2 separate regions of the Mus musculus genome follow, and region 2 is linked to region 1. Evidence: chromatin contacts called from public HiChIP or PLAC-seq data. All regions are on one chromosome and are shown on one strand. The core of a region is the stretch at or near the end of the contact, and the rest is flanking DNA. Distances in the headings are between cores, read along the strand shown.

Region 1 (3,183 bases), core at 514-3,013:
ATAGGTATCATGGGTGGTCATGGGTGGCCATGGGTGGTCATGAGTGATCCCGGATGGCCATGGGTACATTAAAATGAAATGTACTTTTTAGCATATTTTCTTGGCTGTTTCAGTGGTAGAAGATGGGTTTTTTTTTAATCCAACACAATACTGGAAAATCATCTTATTAGGACTGCAAACAACAGAAAATGAAATTTTGAATAGCCCAGTTTGGATTTTCTTTTTTTAAACAGGCTATTTTAGTGGAATATTGATTATATAAATTAAATGACTCTCAAATAGAGTTCTTACTCCACGCTTATAATTTAAACTTCAGATCAATTTCTAGCCCTGAGTTAGTCCCTGGGCACAGGAAGGCCCTTGGAAACCTGTTAGTAACTGCAGGCTCCTCTTCCAAGAGCTCATTGCAATCTTTTCCTTAGCATGGAGCAGAAGAGAGATCTGGAGGCATGTTTCTACTTTATTTATTTCCTCATTCAAATGAGGAGTAATTCCAGCCACACAGGCAACACCTCCTCTGTGACTGGAGCTGCTCTGATAGCATACCTCTGAGGGCAGACTAGGAACGACTGACACCTCCCACCTCCCACCTCCCCTCCGCTCCTCTCTGAGTCGGTTAGAGTCTTTAATTTTAATGAAAAATGAAGCTTGGTATAAATATTCCTGATAAATGTTATTGGTTTGGAGTTATAGTAGATTATAGCTAGTTCAAGATTCTGCATGGTCTCCTAACACACAGTCTAAGATTGGAGAAACACGTGCATCAGAGCGTGCCTGATTAGAGTTTTCAGCTATGGTCTCCGCGCTGGTGAAGTGGACTCTGTCAGTGCGCAGTAATATCCTACTGTGGGTCTGCCACCTTCCGGTTACAGTACAAGGTATTCTATCGCTGTGCACACTTCCTGGATGCTCCATCACTATCTTACTTTCAGCACTAGGAAACAGTGACAACTCTTCTCTGTCCAAGCCTGGAAGGCACTCTTCATGGTTGCCTGTAGACTTTATGGTCATAGCCCACTAATGGGATGTCAGGTGGATCCATTAGGCTATAATCAGAACTTTCCTTTACAGTGACATAAAGTGTAAGATCCCAGAACACATTCCACAGGCCACTGTATAAAACTGCTTTTTTTTTTTTACCCTGTGGATTATGATGAGACAGAGAAGTGTTTGAGGCATGTGAGTTTTAAAATCACACAAATGGTTGTTTCCCGTCAACTAAGGTTTTGTTACTTGATATTTTAAAATAGTCATTTTATGGCTTATTTTGCTTCTTGATTTCTTAAAAGAGCTATGGACTTTAAGTAATATAATCACTACATCCTATACATATGAAATTGTTGGGTTTTCCAGAAAGTTAACTTTTTTGGGGGGGGGGATATTTTCTTTTTCATTTCAAATGTTATCCCCTTTCCCTGTTTCCCATCCTCCCAGAAACCCCCTATCACATCCTCCCTCCCCCTGCTTCTATGAGGGTGCTCCTCCACCCACCCACCCACCCACTGCCACCTCCCCACTCTCCATTCCCCTACACTGGGACATCTATGGAGCCTTTGTAGGACCAAGGATCTCTCCTTCCCTCGATGCATGACAAGGCCATCCTCTGCTACATATGCAGCTGGAGCCATGTGTACTCCTTGGTTGATGGCTTGGTCCCTGGGAGAAAGTTAACTTTTATGACAAACAGTCACAGAAGGAAAAGACTCTGGAATGAGTCATTCCAGCCACACGGTCAACGCCTCTGTGACAGGAGTCGCTGATAGCATCCAACTGAGGGCAGACTAGGAACGACTGACACCTCCCACCTCCCCTCAGCTGCAGCTGCCACAGGAGATGACTTGGCCTCGCGAAACTCCCATGGTGGAAAACAGAGTGACCCAAATGCACCCGGCTACACAGCTCAATCTGAGACATCAGCTCACATTCTGGCTGATAATGGGAAACCTACAGTGTGTTGATGTTTCTGCTACCATGAGTGTGCTGTGTTCCCAGTTGGAAAGGATCCAAAGAGAACGTTATTTTATAATACCTTGACTAAAACTGAGAAAGAACTGTGGAAACAAATAACCTATCCATGGGCTATTTGTCCCAGGGTAAATTGTAATCATAATTTGTTATTGTCTCCTTAGGGAAAGTAAGTTAACTGTGGCCAACACGCTGTGACCTGAAGACAACCATGACTTTGCCACTAGGATTTCAGACTGGTTGAGATACCATGGTAAACCCAAACTTCCCAAAATTGTTAGTGTGGCCGAGATTTTTTTTCTGCTTCCTGCTCATCTTTTCTACGAGCTCTTGCATCCTTTGGGCACAGAGGCAGGGATTGAGAACGGGTTCTGCGAACTTCTGCTGTCCTGCTAAGCTGAGAAAGGTCTTCTGTGGCTTTTAGATACAGGATAGGCAGAAAGCTGCAGCATGTGGATTCTAGTGTGTGGCCCCATCAAACATGGCTCTAGCCCTCAGGAAATGGAAGATTCATCTAAGTTAACCTAGTCCCTATACCATCTACACTTTTGACTGTGTGGCCCCTAAATTTCTCTTTCCTGTCTCTCGTGCTATTGATCACTTTGGTAAATTTCACTGCGTGGTTTCTGTCTCTCAGGCTCCACACTCCCATGGTAGCAGGCACTGCTGGGATGGAGCTGTAGTCAGCTCAAGGCAACAAAGGATTATCTGCAGCCACCGGCCTGGCCTCCCGGCCATCATTCCTGCATCTCTCAAGATGGAGAGAGTGCACACGAGTGGGCTAGCCTGTGGAAGCAGCCTGACAGAAGGTGTTCTCAGCAAACCAGCCTCTCCTTCTTCCTCCGAGTAACTGTGTGTGTGTTGGCTGAATAGGTGGGTGGATAGGGAGACATCTGATAGGTACTGTGCAGTCCAGGCTGACCTTGAGCTTGTAATCTTCCTACTTCTGTCCCCTGAGTCCTGGCTTAGTTTTTCTGATATTCTAAAAAAGGAAAATCTCTGTATTTGTAGCAAGTGGATTTTTAAAATTCCCAGAACAGGAACATGAAAATACAAATCTGAAGTTCTGGGAATATTTTTATTAGGAGAGCAGAATAACTATGTGTGCTTCGTCTGCCTTCTATGACTAAATTGTCTCTTTAAACAATCAACTTCTTGAGATCTGAGGGGCACTTAACATAGCCAAAAGATTCTGCCAGAATGTGTTAAGTCGCACAC
Region 2 (3,300 bases), core at 267-2,766, 250 kb after region 1:
ACATTGTGTAGAAAAGACAATGCCTTACAGCAATATTTATAGGAATTTGCCAAACTCATTAAATTAGCATAGCTTATGCTCTTAACCTTTTGGACAATAAAACGATCATATACACCAAGCTAATACGATTCATTTGAATAGGGAAAATCTGAATTAATAAATGTTTGAAGATGACAACATTGTTATGGTTTGAATCCGGGCCATCCCTCAGAGGCTCATGTATTTTGACACCTGGTCCTCAGCTCCTGACCCGGCTTTATAAGTATCATGAAATATAATGTGGTGATGGCTGCAAGGTAAGGGTAAGGCGGCAGGTACCTAGCAGGCCTGTGCAAAGCTGTCCCCTGAAAAACCATGCCTGGTATGAGAGGTTTATGTCGGGGAAGGGAGGGAAAAGGGGTAGATGCAGACAGAGCCACGAGGACAGAGAAAGCAGGAATAAAGGATAGAAAGAGAGAGAGGCCGGCTCTCGTGGGGAACAGAGAGAGAAAAAAAGAGTGAGAGTGAGAAGGAGGGGGAGAGAAGAAAGAGGGAAGAGAGAGGAGGGGAGAGGAGAGGTGAGGGGAGGGGAGAGGGGCTGGGATAGCGAAACGTCCTCTTGTACACTGCCAGGCCACCTGCACCCGGCAGCGGCACAGGTAGCAACGGTGGCATGTGATGACATAACTGCTGCTAGTTCTCTGGGAGGAGTCTGTAAGCCAAGAATGAGGTTATGGAACTTTTGGTGTAGGGGTCCTAGCTGGTGGAAGTGGCTCACTGGGTGGGTCTTGAAGGCTCTGCCTCCGATTCCAGGCTCACGGTCTCTGTGTCCTGGCTGGTCATGACGTGACGACTCCTGCACACTCCGCAGCCATCATGGGCAGATCTGTCTGTGACCCCTATGCCTTCCCTGCCATGGCAGAGTGTACGCTCTGAAATCACGAGCCAAAATAAGTTCTTCCTGACTCTCGTACACTCCTTCACTCAGGTAGGAGTGTTGAGAAAAGTAACAGAGACAAATGCCATCAAATTTCCTAGTGTAGCACCAGTGAGCTAGGGGGAACCACCCTCTTGCTTTCTTCTCATTTGTATAGACTGCAAACCATACCAGGTACTCTCTTCTTACTTCAGTTGATCTCAAGTCAGTTATACACCTATTTTACCACTTTGTATACCTCATTTACTCAGAAAATATCCTTAAGAGCTGGGTAAATAAACTCAGTGTTAGAGTCCTTACCTAGCACCTGTGATGACTCAGTATACATACAGTGCATGCACGCGCACACACATACACACCCACACCAATATAATATATATATGTGTGTGTAGTATATAATATATATAAAAGAAAACTTGAACATAATTCTTACCTAAATGAACCAATGTTAGTAATTAGATAAGCTAAGAAGAAACTCAAATAAACCAAAAAGAAAAGAAAACCAAAAGAAAAAACAGTGGCGTTTTCTGTGTCACCATAGTGTTTTCTGTGTCACCATAGCCTTTCTCCCAGCAAGCCTTCAGGGGACGCCATGTTTGCCCCATCTGGCAGATGTGCAAGCCAAGCCTGTGCTTTCCCAAGGTTAGCCAGCGCATGCTCTTCCCATTATTCCACGTGGTTGAGAAGCTTCATCTTTTAAAATAGAGCCTTGGTTAGATTTGTTTCCCTATTTCTGGTTATAATCTACTAATAACTACATCTATTCTTTAAATCTACTTGGTTAGCATAGCAATAAGCAAAAGGCTTGTTTGCGTTCCTTCTGAGAACTTCAGAGAAGGCGCAGAGGCCGGTTTCTCACGCTTTTCTAACACCGCCCTCTTGTGGACCAATAGTGAGTTGCGGCACCATTTCAATGTCTCCTGATTAACAACTTCCAGAAAGGTTTTCTATTTGAGTTGGATCTCATCGAGAAATGAAAGCTATCTCCGTGTTACATTATAAACTCTAAATACAATGTTTCTCTGCAAGGCAGCACCAAGTGACCATTTACTCAGTCCATGGTCAGTAAGCACCAGAGATGTATTAGGCAAAAAGTTAAGAATACAAAAGTGAACAAGACCATTCTCTGTATTTATACAACACAAAACATTATTTTGTGCACTGCTCTGCTCGGAAACGTGCACCTTTTAAACTGGAGACTTGAGCTCAAATCCAAATTTGCCACTAACTAAGTGTATGACTTTGGACACATCACCTAAACTGTCACCCAAGTGTCATTGTGTGCAGAACTAGATACCAGTATTACCTGCTCTATCTAGATACCCAGTGCTCTGTGAAATATTAAACAGTGTGTGTGTGTGTTTCAGGAAAACTGATATTTCCTTGGATGAAGGAGCTTCAGGGACAAGGGGTAACCAGGCACAGACCCTGCAGTGAGAGAAAAGACTCGTTCTCCAGGATCCATGGTGATAATACTCACTCTTCAAATGTACCAAAGCTATAGAAAGCACTGCTAGGTGTACAATTGCTTGTACATACAAAAACCCGAAATCCAGGTTATAATTGATTGTAGATGTAGAATTCTGAAAGGCGTCAGAATGCCCATCTGCAGGGGACTGGTTGCAGTGATTGTGGTACCGCTGTACAGTGATGTGGGACACAGCCTAGGAAAGAATGGGGTAGAGCCACAGGCACGGAGGTATCCCCAGTCTCAGTGCAGCCTAAATGGAAAACTGGAATGCACAGCTGGAATGCACAACTGGAATGCACAACTGTGTGCTGCATGCCCCCATCTGTTTAGAAGCGAGCTAAACACATACAACTGTGTTTAAAGATGTGCCAACTACAGGGGGAAGAATATTGTACTTATTGGCTTCTGAACCCTCTGTCTGGATGCTAGAATGTCTCCAGAATTGCAGAGCTTCGTATTTAAAACCACATTTCCCAGAAACCTTTGCAAATAATGTCCCGGATGAAAACTGGCCTCCTAGATGAGATGGATGTGATGGTTAATCACAGGTACGGACTTGGAATCACCTGGGAGAGAGGCCTCTAGACGTGTCTCTGTTTAATGAGGTTTAACAGAGGAGAGAAGAGCCACCCTGAATGTGGTTGCACCATCCCGTGGGCTGGAGTCCAGGACTAAATTGCAAAGGGGGCGGGGCATTTGAGCCCCAGCATGCATCTCTGTGATTTCTGACTGTGGACCTGTGTGAGCATCTTCCTCACACTCCTGCTATCATGACTAGAGACACTCTCTCCATTGTGTCTCCCTTGCCCTGATGGATTGTTCCCTTACACCACTGACTAAAATAGACCCCTTGCCTTTGTTAGGTAATTTGTTATGAGAACATTAATACCGCGTGCTGACACCTGACTAGGAA

Evidence for each region. HiChIP or PLAC-seq counts read pairs in DNA pulled down with a chosen protein or histone mark.
Region 2: a FOXA1 HiChIP or PLAC-seq map of pancreatic cancer cells shows a contact between it and region 1. The contact joins two enhancer-like sites. A contact is called at or near these places in 1 of 15 datasets of contacts at CTCF or cohesin (the NIH/3T3 cell line) and 2 of 115 datasets of contacts at active chromatin or transcription factors (embryonic stem cells and pancreatic cancer cells).

Annotation. Positions count from the first base shown.
Region 1 is chr13:97,989,363-97,992,545 of GRCm38.p6, forward strand. All of the region lies in intron 11 of Arhgef28 (Rho guanine nucleotide exchange factor (GEF) 28), which reads right to left. Among named protein-coding and RNA genes, the nearest start is that of Gm34388, 97 kb to the left of the region's middle. Within about 2 kb of position 1,764, at least 4 of the 459 cell types and tissues checked have an H3K27ac peak or open chromatin away from gene starts, as enhancers often do. A contact at or near this core is called in pancreatic cancer cells, where this site is marked.
Region 2 is chr13:98,238,650-98,241,949 of GRCm38.p6, forward strand. No RefSeq gene overlaps it. Among named protein-coding and RNA genes, the nearest start is that of Utp15, 23 kb to the right of the region's middle. Within about 2 kb of position 1,517, at least 4 of the 459 cell types and tissues checked have an H3K27ac peak or open chromatin away from gene starts, as enhancers often do. A contact at or near this core is called in pancreatic cancer cells, where this site is marked.